2 separate regions of the Zea mays genome follow, and region 1 is linked to region 2. The links are chromatin contacts, called in public Hi-C maps. All regions are on one chromosome and are shown on one strand. The core of a region is the stretch at or near the end of the contact, and the rest is flanking DNA. Distances in the headings are between cores, read along the strand shown. Region 1 holds the start of LOC103626627 (probable LRR receptor-like serine/threonine-protein kinase). Region 2 holds the start of LOC111589273.

What was found. Hi-C and Micro-C count contacts between places; a contact is called where the count stands out from the background.
Region 1: a Hi-C map of root tip shows a contact between it and region 2, with 7 times the contacts expected there. The contact joins the promoter of LOC103626627 here to the promoter of LOC111589273 in region 2. A contact is called at or near these places in 2 of 25 Hi-C or Micro-C datasets (ear and root tip).

What each region holds. Positions count from the first base shown.
Region 1 is chr5:82,738,597-82,742,925 of Zm-B73-REFERENCE-NAM-5.0, reverse strand. It overlaps LOC103626627 (probable LRR receptor-like serine/threonine-protein kinase), which reads left to right and starts at 2,052. Exons shown (of 12, transcript XM_035959084.1): 1 at 2,052-2,164; 2 at 2,243-2,801; 3 at 2,915-3,414; 4 at 3,737-3,878; 5 at 4,026-4,097. The coding sequence starts at 2,086.
Region 2 is chr5:82,383,359-82,387,597 of Zm-B73-REFERENCE-NAM-5.0, reverse strand. LOC111589273 reads left to right here and starts at 1,298. Exons shown (of 1, transcript XM_023300066.2): 1 at 1,298-2,243. The coding sequence starts at 1,531. The coding sequence ends at 1,833.

The sequences.
Region 1 (4,329 bases), core at 803-3,302, 350 kb before region 2:
GGTAGAGTAGGATCTCCATGTCAGTCAGGGTCTCCGTTCCATTCGCTGTCGAAACTCGAAAGTAGTTGGTAAAGAGCATGTTGGTGTGTAGAATATTTTCGGGGCTTAGTATCGTGATAACCGATGCAAAATGCTGCTTAATAGCTATGTCAGCGATAAACCTACTGTTTATGATTGGTCTATTTTATCCGAGAACATAATTAAGGTGGTAGTCAAGTCAGCGAGAAACAAGTCGCCTATTTGGACTATAGATGTACAGAAAGCACACAACATGTTTTTTTGGCCCGGTACGAGTCTGGTCCGGCTCGCTTTTATACGGATCCGGGCTAGCCCGGCACGAATAAGCGGGCTGGACCCGGACAGGAAACTAAACACGGTGGGCTAGTCCGGCACGGTCCGTTTATCTCTAACCCTGTCAAGCCCGCTTTTTATGCACTAAATCGTGCTTATCGACCCATTTAGACTGTTTTGGCCCGCTTTTTCCATGCTAAACGGATTGGGGCGGCCCGTTTAGGCCCGCAACAGGCCGGGCTCGGACAGGGGAACGAGCATGTGTGCTTAGACGACCCGGCTCGGTTTTGTAACCTTCCCTAGCGGGTCAGGCCCAAAACGGGCCGGGCTTCACCGGGCCCGAGACGGGCGGCCCGTTTAGTAATCTCTAGTTTGGACATTTTAGGTAGTATTTGGTTCTGGAGCCCCCAATGTTGGGATGGAGCGGCTCAGTCCAAAAGAATTTGCGGGAACAGAATGATTCATCATCGTGCAAGCAAAATATATTTCTTTTTAGGAGTCATTTCATCCTATATAGAATTAGTCTAAACAACAACAAATTAGCAGTAAAGCGGCTCTATCACACCATACTTCAGAACCAAACACCACCTTATACTCAATCAATAGGTTGTTGAAGGGTGTAGTGATCAAGTTATTCACCACAGCTTCACAAGATTACAAACAACAGTCATTAAGATGCACACTGAAGCTACACACACAATTATTAGCTGCGTCCTTCAGTCGAAAATGGGATTAACTCTCTTGACTCCAGAAGGGTCTTTTGTTCCATTCCTGACAAACACTATCTTGACGTATATTCCCTCACCCAAGCCCGGGGGTCGGTCTCAGTCCACAAGACGTGAGCTGCGCCACGCCAGCTATAGCCCATGTTTGTTTTAACTTTTTCTAGCTTCTGACCACAGTAGCCTACCAAACACTTAGTTTTTCACGCAGTTTTATAAAATAACTTTAGTCAAAACATTCAAAATCTACGTGAACACAGAATCAACTGAGTCATTGAGATAGTAACAAACCGTCACTTTTCTACATGCTAAACTCTATAGAGTTTTTTTTATCTTTCCTCTATATTTAATCTCCACGATACTTAGATTTTCTCTACAGTCAGATTTTTAGAAAAACTTCTAAAAAAAAGCTAAATCAAGTGACATTACATGCATTCTGTTGACCACCATGAGAGACAGAGAGATTTTGACCATCGTGGCATCGCCACAAGAGGCAGAGAATCAAATGTACGCGTTGCAATGATGACGAACTTGTCGATCTCGTCACCTTTTGTAGCATGACAAGATCTTTTTTTAATTGGACAATACCTGACTTTTAATTCCTGATCGGACGTTGACTTTCCTGTCCACAATTGCGTCGGAGGAGTAAGCTACGCATGCATAGCATAGGTACGTCCGTACGTGTACGTATATATACTCTCTCACACACACGACATACACGCACGCACAAGGTCTCCCTTTAAGTTCTGTGCTCATGCATAGCATACACGCACGCATGCATAGCATAGGTACACGTAGGCGTTGCAATGATGACGTACTTGTCGATCTCGTCACCTTTTGGCGTGGGGCATGTAGCATGGCAAGATCTTTTTTTTAATTGGACAATACCTGATTTTTAGTTCCTGATCGGACGTTGACTTTCCTGTCCACAATTGCGTCGGAGTAAGCTACGCATGCATAGGTACGTCCGTACGTGTACCGTTGTACGTATATATACTCTCTCTCTCTCACACACACACGCACAAGGTCTCCCTTTAAGTTCTGTGCTCACAACGAAGTTTGGACAGAAAGCATGAAGCTGAGTGCTGCTGTTCTCTTCTTCTCCATCTTGTTGCAGTACTGCACCAGCAGCGGCCAGCCAGATAGCCGAGGTGCTTTCCATTCTCCAGACTCTGCACCAACTAGCTAGCTTCTTCTCTGACTGACCTACTACACACTTGCCCTTCCAGCAGGTTTCATAAGCATCGACTGCGGCATCCCGGAGAACTCCACGTACCAGGACCTCACCTCCACCATACTCTACGTCTCCGACCGCGGCTTCGTCACCTCCGGCGAGAACCGCAACATCTCCGCCGGCTACATCAGCCCGTCCCTCGCGCAGCGCTACTACACCGTCCGCGCCTTCGCGTCCGGCGTTCGGAACTGCTACACCCTCCCCTCCCTGGTCGCCGGGAACAAGTACCTCGTCCGCGCCGCCTTCTACTACGCGGACTACGACGGCCTGAGCACGCCGCCCGTCTTCGACCTGTACCTGGGCGCGAGCCTCTGGCACGAGGTCAGGTTCAGGGACGCGGCCGCGATCAACTGGATGGACGTCGTGGCCGTGGCTCCCACCGACTTCCTGCAGGTCTGCCTGGTGAACAAGGGCACCGGCACCCCGTTCATCTCCGGCCTGGACCTCAGGCCGCTGCGGAGCACTCTTTACCCGGAGGCGAACGCTAGCCAGTCCCTTGTCATGGTCAACGCCAACCGGTGCAACGTGGGACCCACGGACAAGTCTGTGGTTCGGTGAGTGAGTTTTTTTTTTAAAGTGAAATCTTTTTACTGTTAATAACTGAATGAACTGTACTCCTATACTACACAAGCCCAACCAAAGCACATTTCTCTGGCCCAACAAGCAGGTACCCGCTGGACCCCCACGACCGGATCTGGCTGGCGTACGGCGCCGTCCCGGCCTGGACCGAGGCGTCCGCCACGTCCGTCGTCCGGAACTACCTCGCCGACCCCTACGACGCGCCGTCCGCCGTCATGCAGAGCGCCGCGACGCCATCCGACGGCTCGGTGCTCAGTTTCTCGTGGGACACGTCCGACGACCGCTCCGTGGACGCCAGCAGCGCCACGTACCTCCTCGTCCTCTACTTCGCCGAGCTGCAGCGCGTGTCGGCGAGCGGCGAGCTGCGGCGGCAGTTCGACATCGCCGTCGACGGCACCGCGTGGAACAGGGAACCTTACTCTCCGCCGTACCTCTTCGCCGACTCCTTCTCCGGCACGGTGCAGGGGCAGGCGAGGCATAGCGTCTCGCTTACTGCGACGAGGAACGCGACGCTCCCGCCTCTTCTCAACGCCATGGAGGTGTACTTGGTGAGGCCGGTGGATGAAGCTGCAACCGACCCTGGAGATGGTATGAGTTTAATTAACTATGTACATCAACTCTTTTTTTTTGTGAGTTTTCTGTAGTTACTAACCGTATCGGTGTTAGGAGGTTTCCTTGCAATTTGTAAAGCATGAGAAGTGGTAAAACTAATTGTTTCGCATTCGTTTTCTTTAACAAACACATACGTATCATTGCATTAATATAGAAGAAGAGAGCTAGAGTTACAACACACACATATCACTGCATTTGTGTTAGTTATATCATGTTTTAGATGTATTTCTATCTTGGTAACAGGCTAACAGCTTGTGTATCTATGTACCTACTTTTCTTGTTTTTTCGGTCGTACCAGCTAAAGCCATGATCGCAATCCAAGAAGCTTATGTTGTGAGCAAAAACTGGATGGGTGATCCATGTGCTCCAAAGGCTTTTGCATGGGAAGGACTGGACTGTACTACTGATCCTCCAACTGGTACTCCAAGAATAACAGCATTGTATGTTTCAGACATATTTGAAGGGCTAAAGAAATAATAATGAAAAAAGAATCGTTATAGCATTGTAAATAAGTTTCAATTTGAACTCTCAAGCTGGATACAGCAAGTGAAGCTAACTGTTCTGCGTTTCTCATTGTTTTTTGGCAGAAACTTGTCTTCAAGTGGGTTGACAGGTCCCATCACTACCTATTTTGGAGATCTGAAAGCACTCCAATACCTGTAGGATTTCTTTTCCCAACAATATCTTACTTTTGACATTGAAATGTGATCTGGCCTTTTTTTGTTTTGGTACTACTTGCAAGTTCCAGATTAACTCTATCTCGTTCATTTCCTCCCCTCTGCTTGTTTACTTGTATGTTTACCTATTTTCTCTCTTGTATATATGTATAGTGATTTCTGCACTGTCTACTATAGTAGAACTGATTAACAAGATGCATCTTGCAGTAAATTT
Region 2 (4,239 bases), core at 49-2,548:
GCCCATCGTCGCTAACCGTAGCCTAACGATCGTTCCAAACATGGATATGGCTATCCTATCGGCTACCAGTCTACCACACACAGAGAGATATGATGAGAACAACGGGCACAGTTGTGCAGTGCAGGGCATGAGAAACGGGCACACGCATGGATGGCTACCAGTGAGACTGAAACATCCCTTGCCATCTTCTACGTACAATCTCATACACGGCCCAAACGGAAACGGTGCACTAGAGCCATTCTCCGTCAAGGCCTCTGCCCTAGTGCCCTCTCCTCCTCCACCACCACCTTTTCTATTCCTCTCAATGTTCTCTGCAGCACCAGACGGATTCATGGCGCTCATCAATGCGGTTTGGTGGCAGAAGAATGGGCCGGCCGGGTGAGGCTCTGCATCTGCATCTGCTGCAGTTCTCTCTCTCTCTCTTTTCCCCCCTTCCCATCACTCCCCATCAGTGCATGTCCTACTAGGACTAGCAGGGAGAGACTTGAGGGTACTGTTCCTGCTTTGACCCTCCCCTTCTCCGCGGTTCCTTTTTATCAATGCCTCGGACACCACGCGTGCGCGCAGACACACGCGCGCCGTAATAATAATAATAATAATAATAATAAATAAATGGATTCTGCAGGATTTTGTGAGAAGAATTCACCGCCAAAATGCAGCGCGCCATAAATGAACTCTACAGGGGGTTCTGAAATGAACTTCCCTGTGATGATGTGAGCTTTCTTGGTGTTTTTTTTAAAGAGATGGCCGTCAGACTCACATATCACACTCTGTGAAGCCTGAACCGGATATACTGTTTTCAGTGAACCTTTTAAGGGATGCGTTGATTCTTCTCACTGAATTCTACAGGCAGCTCCACCGTAATACAGTACTGACTGAGCTCTACAGGCAGCTCCACCAGGACAATTAATAAATACTCCAGGTATCCAACTACTAATGTCAATTCCAGCGACAGGTGTTTTCTTTACATAGATGGGTTTGTAATAAAAAGTGAAAATAAGGAGTGAGATATCGACTTTGCTGAATATAGGCTGAGTGGCTTCCTTTGTGCAAACTACTGCAAGTCACAAAACGACCTCTAAATCATATATATGGAGGGGGGTACGGAGAAAATCAGAAAGTTTTCTCTCTTTTTTTCGCACGAGGAATTTTTGCAAGTTTTCACAGCAGCGTATATATTATTATATGTATTATGTATATATAAAAACTAGCAAGCTGCAGCATGCTGCATGCCACAACGCAGCTGCCTGAACTCGCTCCCGGTATCTGCGTCGTCCACCGCCACTTTCTTCGGCTCCTCACTTCACTTCACCCTTCTTCTGTCTGCTTCGACGCCTCGACGCCACACTTGGCAGCAGCTCGCACTCGACAGCAGCCGCTGCTGCTACTCTGCGACGCGGTCTGCGCCATTGTGACAGCTAGCGCTGCACTGGTCTCGCCCTCGCCCTCGCCTCCGCCTCCGCCCACCGCGCGCCCACGCAGCCTACACGTACACGCCCACGTCCTCCTACACCCCTGCTCCCTCCCGCCATGAGGAGGCGACGGTGGGCGCCGCTCGCCGCCGCGTGCCTCGTCGCGCTCGCGGCGCTCCTGGCCGCCGTCCACGGCGGCGGCGGTGGCGGCGCTCGGGGCGCCGCCGCGCCAATGCCCGCGACCCGCCGCCCGGAGGCGAGCGCGCGCGTCGCCGCCTTCGACGCCGCGCGGTGCAAGAGGCAGCGGAACAGAGCTGGCGCCGCCTGCGCGATGCTGCCCGCCGCCGCTGCGGCCGGCGGCGGCGGCGACGACGACAAGCGGGTCGTGCCGACAGGCTCCAACCCCCTGCACAACCGATGACAAGATCTTGCACGATTGCAGAGGCAAGGACGTGGAGGATCTCCGTCGCACTTGCTCTGCGTGCGTCGTGCTCGTGCGTCATTCCATGGCGGATTGGTTGGCGGCGCGAGGGGAAGTGTAGCGGAGGAGAACTCCATGGCCACTGATCTAGCTAGCCTCCAGCTAGGGAGTAGTAGGATTATAGTAGCGTATATAACCAGTTACTACTAACTAACTAGTGGTTCTTGTTCCATGGCCGCTCTGGTATCGGCGTTCGTCAGAGCCGACGAACTGTTGTAAGCCACGGTTTGGAACGCCGGAATTTCGTGGGATTTCCAAGGAAATTGCATGTTTCTCCCGTGAAATTCTCGCGTTCCAAACAAGACCTCAAGACTGGGAAAAGATGCTGGTTTCCTCTTATCTTCTCTGGTTCATATAATACAGCATGCACCAACATTTCGTTTTCTAAGGAGTATACATACTCGGATACTCCTCTTCTTTTTATAAGGAGAATTTGCCTGAATTGGTTTCAAATAGTTTGACAGAACCAACCTGGCCAGGATACGAGCACTGAAGAACCTGACTAGCAATGGGTTTCCACTTCTGCATTAAAGAAAAACGAACATAACTTCACTTGGCATGGTAGGTATATGCTTCTACACCTGCAAAAGGGGGAAAAAAAAAGAACGAAGTCATCCATGTAGTATATGGAACTATGGAAGGCCTGGTATCAAGTTTGCCTTTTGAAGTGAAGTGCCTCTTGGGTTAGGATGTTCAAATGGCTCGCTCCTCGTCAGCTCGCCTCTCTCTGACTTGTTGCATGACTCTCTCTCTCTCTCTCTCTCTTCTCTCTCTCTCAGTTCGCTTGAGAACACTTTTCAGTTTTCAATCGTCATTAGCTGTGATATTCTCGGCCAGCCATGAGCATATGGAGAGCCATTTTCTCGTCGGCATTGAATCATCTACCACGTATCATAGCCGAAGTCAATCTATAACTCCCACCACTTCGACGGTAGTTACATCTTGCTGTTCTGAATCTTGCTCTCACTGTTCTGAATCTAGACAATCGGAAAAAAAAGTACCTATGTGGAGGGGCAAACCTCTATATTCATGCGTAGATGAGGTTGTCTTGAGATTCGAATCTCTTTTCTTATTGTGAGTCATTAGCCTATGAACGATATGACAACAAAATGAATGGATCTAGAGTGCAGACAAGATATAGAAAAGTTATTAGAGATTGAAAAATATATAGAAAATGATTTTTATGCAAATGACTTCACATATTGGCCTAAATATTTCATATGCTTAGAGCATCTCCAAGAGACAAGTTAAATAGCTTATCAAGCTAAATTTTAGCTAATTAATAGCATAATAGCTCTCCAACAGAGTAGTCATTTAACTTGCTAAGTTATCTGGCTCTCTAAATTAACTCCCTCACTAGCCAAATTTGGCTAGCAACTCTCGCTAGCAAAGCTAAATTGCATTTTGGAGAGTCTGTTGTAATGAGATGTTATATATAGAGTTTAATATTTATGGAGAGACAAATAAAGAGTCAAATAGAGAGTAAAAAATAAACAGTCTCTTGGAGATGCTCTTACTTATGGAGAAGCTAGGCATGCAAGAATGTATCAAGATTACTTTGCTATATAACCCACATATGGCCTAAATATAATCCAACGAAGGCAACAATATATTCTTTTGTCATTATGTGCTTTATTTTTACTACAGCCGCCTTATTATTTTCCTTGGCACAAGTTTAGAATGACTCGGTCACTATTTATATGTATAATTAATGTTGTAGAACAACGTGATGATTACTTTCAGCAGAAGATAAATACAGCTCACCAAAAAGAATTTAGGTAGTGTTTGGTTCACCATGGGTAATGGTATCGCAATGGAAATTAAAAAACGATGGATTCCAAATCAATAAATGCCATTACATGATTTGCTTGGTTAAATTTTGTAACACTTTTTGATTCCAATACACTGTTTGTTTTGGAAACCGATGTAACGTAATGAAAATAAAAATGTGAGTTTTGTAACACTTTTTTCATTCCAATGCACGTTTTAATATAAAAAACCATTCAACATCATTCGTGAACATAAAAATTCAATATTTACCATCATTCAACATTATTCCCTTCGTGAACATTAAACTGTTGAATAATTAGACAAATTCCAAAATAAATTCCGAATATAAATCATGACCAAATCAGAAGAACTGAAATAAAAAGCCAAATCAGATGATGCGTACTGATTAGACTTACTGATAGATGGCGCGCGCCGGAATCAGCAGGGTCGACGATGTCGAAGTAGCAGGATCGACGAGGTCAGAAGATCACGAGCAGTCGCGTGAAGACGCTTCCCAAAAACCTTATTCGCCCTCTCCCGGTGCAGGATCTAGAAGACGAAGGGTTCCGGAGACCT